Regions from separate parts of the Mus musculus genome. Here region 1 is linked to region 2. A link is a contact called in public Hi-C data. All regions are on one chromosome and are shown on one strand. Each heading gives the region's core, a stretch centred on a gene start, on an enhancer-like site or on the middle of the called end of the contact. The rest is flanking DNA. Distances are from core to core; before and after follow the strand shown.

What was found. A called contact is a pair of places that touch in the nucleus more often than the background predicts.
Region 1: a contact with region 2 is called in a Hi-C map of rod photoreceptor, with 1.9 times the contacts expected there. The contact joins the enhancer-like site here to the promoter of Kmt2a in region 2. A contact is called at or near these places in 8 of 39 promoter capture datasets (3T3-L1-derived adipocytes, embryonic stem cells, fetal liver and 3 more), 1 of 484 Hi-C or Micro-C datasets (rod photoreceptor), 4 of 115 datasets of contacts at active chromatin or transcription factors (the SCID.adh cell line, embryonic midbrain and embryonic stem cells) and 4 of 9 other capture datasets (adipose tissue, embryonic stem cells, liver and 1 more).

Annotation. Positions count from the first base shown.
Region 1 is chr9:44,940,690-44,943,389 of GRCm38.p6, forward strand. Ube4a (ubiquitination factor E4A) reads right to left here. Exons shown (of 21, transcript NM_001346698.1): 12 at 1,877-2,181; 13 at 465-597. Among named protein-coding and RNA genes, the nearest start is that of Atp5l, 21 kb to the left of the region's middle. Within about 2 kb of position 1,317, at least 11 of the 459 cell types and tissues checked have an H3K27ac peak or open chromatin away from gene starts, as enhancers often do. A contact at or near this core is called in pancreatic islet and rod photoreceptor, where this site is marked.
Region 2 is chr9:44,880,033-44,882,732 of GRCm38.p6, forward strand. It overlaps Kmt2a (lysine (K)-specific methyltransferase 2A), which reads right to left and starts at 1,257. Exons shown (of 36, transcript NM_001357549.2): 1 at 817-1,257. The coding sequence starts at 1,242. It overlaps Gm39326 (a long non-coding RNA gene), which reads left to right. Exons shown (of 4, transcript XR_870694.3): 2 at 1-2,671.

The sequences.
Region 1 (2,700 bases), core at 67-2,566, 61 kb after region 2:
GAAGGGTTGGCTTCTCATTGATATGTATGGCAGAATTGTGGACTTTCATTTTGCAGCAAATGTGCCCTTTTGTGCATAAAAATTGTTTCCTTTAGCCCCCACACATAACACCCTCCACTCCTCCCCCCCAAAGCAAATCTAAAAACCATAGTACACCGTAAACATAGTCAAACCAGCAGGCTAGAAGTAACATAAACCCAGGTTTACTGCTTACCCAACTCCGGCTGCAGGAACCAGCTTTGGTTGACATAATTAGTAAAAGTTCAGCATCTGTCAGCCACTGGTCCAGCTTCTGGTATTCTGGTTAACTATTTTAACCAGGGACCAGCAATGGAATCCTATTAGGTACCCTATATGCAGGTTCAAATTCTGTGAGCAAAGTCCTCTGCTTATTAAACCTCACCACAGCAGGCAGAATGTTTGTGGCTCTAGCCAGTGACTGGGGCAAGTGTCCCACACATCACCTTTCTATGCTTCCAGTGAAAATGGTGATAAAATGAAGGACATGCTCCAGGGAGTCTGCTGACGTCTCCAAGATGTCCTCAGCAAAGCGCCGGAGGAAAATGAGGAAATCACCCAAGTTATCTGCAAAAAATTCTGAAAAAGATTCACTGGAATTAGCCAAACATCTGTTCATTGGTCTCAAACAACATCCCAGTACCTCCTTCACATAAATTAACAAAGGTTAAAAAAAAGTTTAACTCTTTTATGTACCAGGGATGGTGTTAAGTCAGTAGGATCTCTTACGTGCGTATCAAGCTCTGTTCTTATCTGAGGAAGTGCATGGACAGCAGTGACACAGGACTCTTTACACTAGCACTGCATGCCTCCATAGGTTGGCCACAGTTTAAGCCACCCTTTAGGTGTGGCTAGTTACACTAGGTGACTGCAATAAGGACCTCCAGGCTGGTCCTCTAACTGCTTTCCCTTTTGGCACTGAGATCTTTGCAAAGTCTCTTTGTGCATCATTCTAGACTAGGAAGTCCCCTGCTGTATGCAGCGAAGGACATCATCATCGCTCGAGACGGGGACACACCCGGGGGTATGCAGTAGAGACATCATTTTCAAGGTAAGTTGAGAGAGTTTGCAGTTTTCATTTTGGTCACCTGTGCTGCCACATCATGAGTGGCAGACACTAAGAGATGTGTTAGGCTATTGGCAAGCAGCTGAGGCCCGTTGACAACTAGTCAACTGGGCTTGTAAGTAGATCCTCCAGCCCTCGTTGAGTCCTCAGAATCTATGGCTCTGACTGACGGCTTGACCATAACCTCATTGGCACTCTGAGATAGAATCACATGGCCAAGTGCTCCAGGATTTCTGACGCAGAGGACTGTGTGAGATAGTGTTTGCTGTTTTAAGCTGCTATGTTTGGGGAGTAACTTGTTACATAGCAATATGAGACCAGCACAGTGTTCAAGAACATTTAATCTGATTAGTGAACAACATTTACTGACCCCTTACTGACATACATACACACAATTTCCCTTCTGAGTTAGTAAGAGGGGATTTTTTTTTTCCTAAAAAAACAAAACAAAACAAAAAACCCCAAAAACCCTCAGGGAGGGTTAGACAGGCAGTTGAATCTTTGAAAGTCAAACAATATTAACGACAGACACTAAGAGCTGTGAAAACCCTGACTGCAGTTCATCTCTGGCAGGCTGTTTTCTGACAGTCCCACTATCAGGGACACAAAGCTGGAGAAGCAACTACTGGGGCCCCATGATTTGGCCAGGAGATTCTTGTAAGTTTGAGTAGCTTCTCTAAAAACAATGAAATGATAACTAAGGAAGGCTATTTTGAGGATTAAGCTTCCAAGGTGACCCAGTTAAACTTAGGTGGCTATTAATAGGTTGTTTCCAAGGGACAGGCTGCTTACCTGGCACATAAGCCAAAGAGCTGTAGCCATCTGGCAAAGGGAAACTTAGTTCTATTGGCTGGGAGCCCTCATTGCCTATGGCCAGTTGAACCAGCAGAACAGCCATGGACACCTGCAAATTCAGACAGTTTTGCAGCATCTGGGGTTCAGTCATAGCAGTCTTGGTAGAGAGATAGATGGTCATCAGGCGTTCGAACTGCTCACGGAGATTGTCAGCAGCAGGGCTAGAACTCTGCTGAGCATCCCGCCAGGCAACCTGCAGCCGATGCAGATTTTGGTTGATTTTTACCATCTGATCATGCAACCTGCCCCCAAGAAAGCAGAAGAGACTAGGTCAGGGAGGCCCATGTGGGGGCAGTGTAGTATAGACCACACTGAAAAGCAAATCCTTGTTTGTTTTTTATAGTGTTCTATACTTGTAGAAAGTTGCAGGGTCAATGACACAGAAGGTACTCACAAAAGTTACCAGCTGGTCAGACGCAAGGTGCACTGTTCTCAGAAAATGTTACCATATGCACAACAAATCTGAAGCTAATTATGCAGAGTGAGTGGCCTCTCACAGGAGCAGGGTGCAGAGTGTGTGGTTATTATGGAAAACAGACATTTTAATGATGCAGAGTATGAGCAGCCCAGTACAAGCTTTAGAGTACATTGGTGAGGTCAGAGGATAATCTTTGCACAGTGAGAAAACTATGTAGGTGAAAAAGACTTGATTCTAACAACCACACCTAGAGCAGCCATATTCAGGCACACAACCTAAGAGCATCGCCCAGCCTTCTGAAGAATAAGATAATTATTCTTCACAAAATTTCACTCTAATATTG
Region 2 (2,700 bases), core at 7-2,506:
TCCTCTAAAGGAGGGAAAGGGGTGGAGTTGGAGGTAAATCCCTGACACCAGCAGCCTAGGAAACGTAGCCCTGGAAGATGAGGAAAGAGACAACGCTGGGGAGAGCACTGTTATCTTCGCAGGAGAGATGAGAACGACAAGGTAGAGAGAAAGCTTTCCCCGAGGGGTAGGGCGGAACGAGGAGGCCTGGTGTGCAGGAGGTGGGAGTGGGCTGGTGGTAGAGGTGAGACAAGGGGGAGTGACTGGCAAGGTGAAGACCTGGCTGGGGAGGGAGGGAGGGTTGGTCAGGTTTTCAGAAGCAAGGTGCAGGAAGGGACCTGGATTTCCCAAGGGCCAGGATAAGAACCTGGCTCTGGATGAAGCCACCACCCGAGAGATGTCCAAGGGGGAAGACTGCCCTAGGAGTAACACATCTGCCCAGGGAAGGAGGCGGAGATGTGGCGGGATCAGGTCTCTGGCAGAGGGAGGGAGGAATCTGGCTCGGATGAGGTAATCTGTGAAAGGGAGGAGGGGTTCAGTCCCGGGATGGGAAACCCCCGCAAGGGGGTCTGTGCCAAGGGATTTGGGGAAGGGTCCAGGGGAAGAAGGCGGGACGGGGGCTAAAGGCCCTCAACTAGAAGGGTCTGAGCCCTCGGGTAAGGGCGCCTGGGGGTCTGCAGCCCATAACGGGGGTCCTGAGATGGGAGGGCCATTTGCCCCACGTTAGGGACCCCAGGATGTTTCCAGAATTGGGATGCTCCTCAGACCTGCATGGGGGAGGGGAGGGGTTCTTCAGAGGGTCGAGACCCCGGACCTTGGGGTTCCTCGCCCCCTTACCTCTCCGCTGCCGCCTCCCCCGCCGCTCTCCCCAAACACTGCCCGGAACCGGCGCAGGTTGGTGCCGATGGCGGCCGAGACCTGCAGCGCCGCGTCGAAGCCCGGGCCCACCCGGAGCAGGGCCGGCCCTGAGGAGGCTGAGGACGATGACGAAGACGAAGACGAGGCGGACGACGAAGAGGCTGCTGAGGCGGCGGCCGCTCCCCCTGGAACCCCAGCCCCGCTGCTTCCCGCCGCCGCCGCCGCCACCGCCGGGGGGGAGGGGGGCGCCCCGGGGCCGCCACCGCCGGCCTGGGGCCCGGGGGGAAGCAGCAAGGCCGGGACGCGTTGCCGCGGGGCGCCCCCTAGGCCCCGGCGCCCCCCGCCGCCGCCGCCCCCGGTGGTCCCGGGTCGGGCGGGGAAGCGCCACCGACAGCTGTGCGCCATGTTCGCCCCGTAAGTGAAGCAGCGAGAGGGAGAGGCGACAACACAGGGGGGCGGGGAGGCGGAGGGGGGGGAGCGGCGGGCCCCGGAACCTGCCTAACCCGCCTGGCGCCGCCCAGATGGCCGTACCCCGCGGCCCGCTATGCCGAGCGCCGGGTGGCGCCCGCCTGCCCTGCAATCTGCATATGAGCCTCTGGCCTCCGCCTCCGCCGCCCGGAGGCCGCTGCTCTATGCCGAGCCCCGGGCCCGGCTCCTCCCGCCCGGCAACCTGGATAAGTGCATGCCCCGCCCTCCGGGAGCGGCAGCGCCAGGGAAGATGAGGGGGGGAAGGAAGCCCTGGAGCCCGGAGCGGAGGCGGGTTCCGGGGAGAGGGGGGAGGGGGCGAGGGCGGCGGGAGGATGGAGGCGGAGGGAGCGGGTGGCCCGCAGCCGAGAGAGCCGAGAAGCCGATTACACACGTTCCCGGGACGCGCAGGGACTTGAGCGGCCCAGGAGAACCGCTTCCAGTGCGGCGCGGCTGCTGGGTCCCCGGAGGAGCGAGCCTTCTCCGCCGCTTTGGAGAGCGGCGGGCTTAGCCCTTATGGAACGCTTCTAGAATCCAGAAAGCTCCATTGTACTCCATGCAAAACCCAAGCGTCGCCCAATTGATTCTATGCAAAATGGCAAGGCTCTCGGCGAACGCGCCTTAAAAAAATAAAATCCAATAAAAGAGGAGCCCCTCCCATCTTCACGCTTGGAGCTCTTTCCAAAATCCACACAACCGTGTGGTCGGCCTCTGCCACCTCCTCGCTCCACTGTGCGCTGGAGGGAGGTGAGGGGCTTCTGGTTTCCGTGCCCTTCTCCGGAGTTGGGGTGTGTTTTCCCAGTCCAGGCGTTGGAGCCACAGCGTGCGCTCCGCAAACGACCTGGCGTTACAACGGAGCTGAAACTGGGTGGCTAACGGACAGGGCCTGGAGGGAAGAGGCGGGCAAAGGCGCCCCGCCCCTTCTTCCTCCGCTTCCAGCCTGCCGCTGCATGCAAAGCAGACCCTAATGTATGCACACGGAGGGAGGGGGCTCGCCAGCACATTTCTCATGATTGGGAGGGGGGGGGTTTGAAGCCCGGCGTAGGGCATTATGATACACAGGGTTAGCAAGCCGAGAGGGAGGGAAGAGGGGTAGGGCAGTGCCGGGGGTTGATGGTGGGGTGAATATCCACGGGATTTACTTTATTGCAGGAAATGGGAGACGGCGCCTCCAGCGAGGCGTTAGAAGCCTGCGGGGATGGAAAAGCCAAGGAGGGAGGGAGAGATTGCTGCCCGAAGAATTTGCCTTGGCTGAGGCTTAGGGATCGATACACTGCCTGCAGACCCGGAGCAGCCTCCATCTCCCCCAACCCCCAGCCGAGGTGGAGTTCGCAGGAAGGTCATGCAGCCGTCCAGGTCTCCCGCACCGGTACCCGGCGCTGCTCTAACCAGGACCTC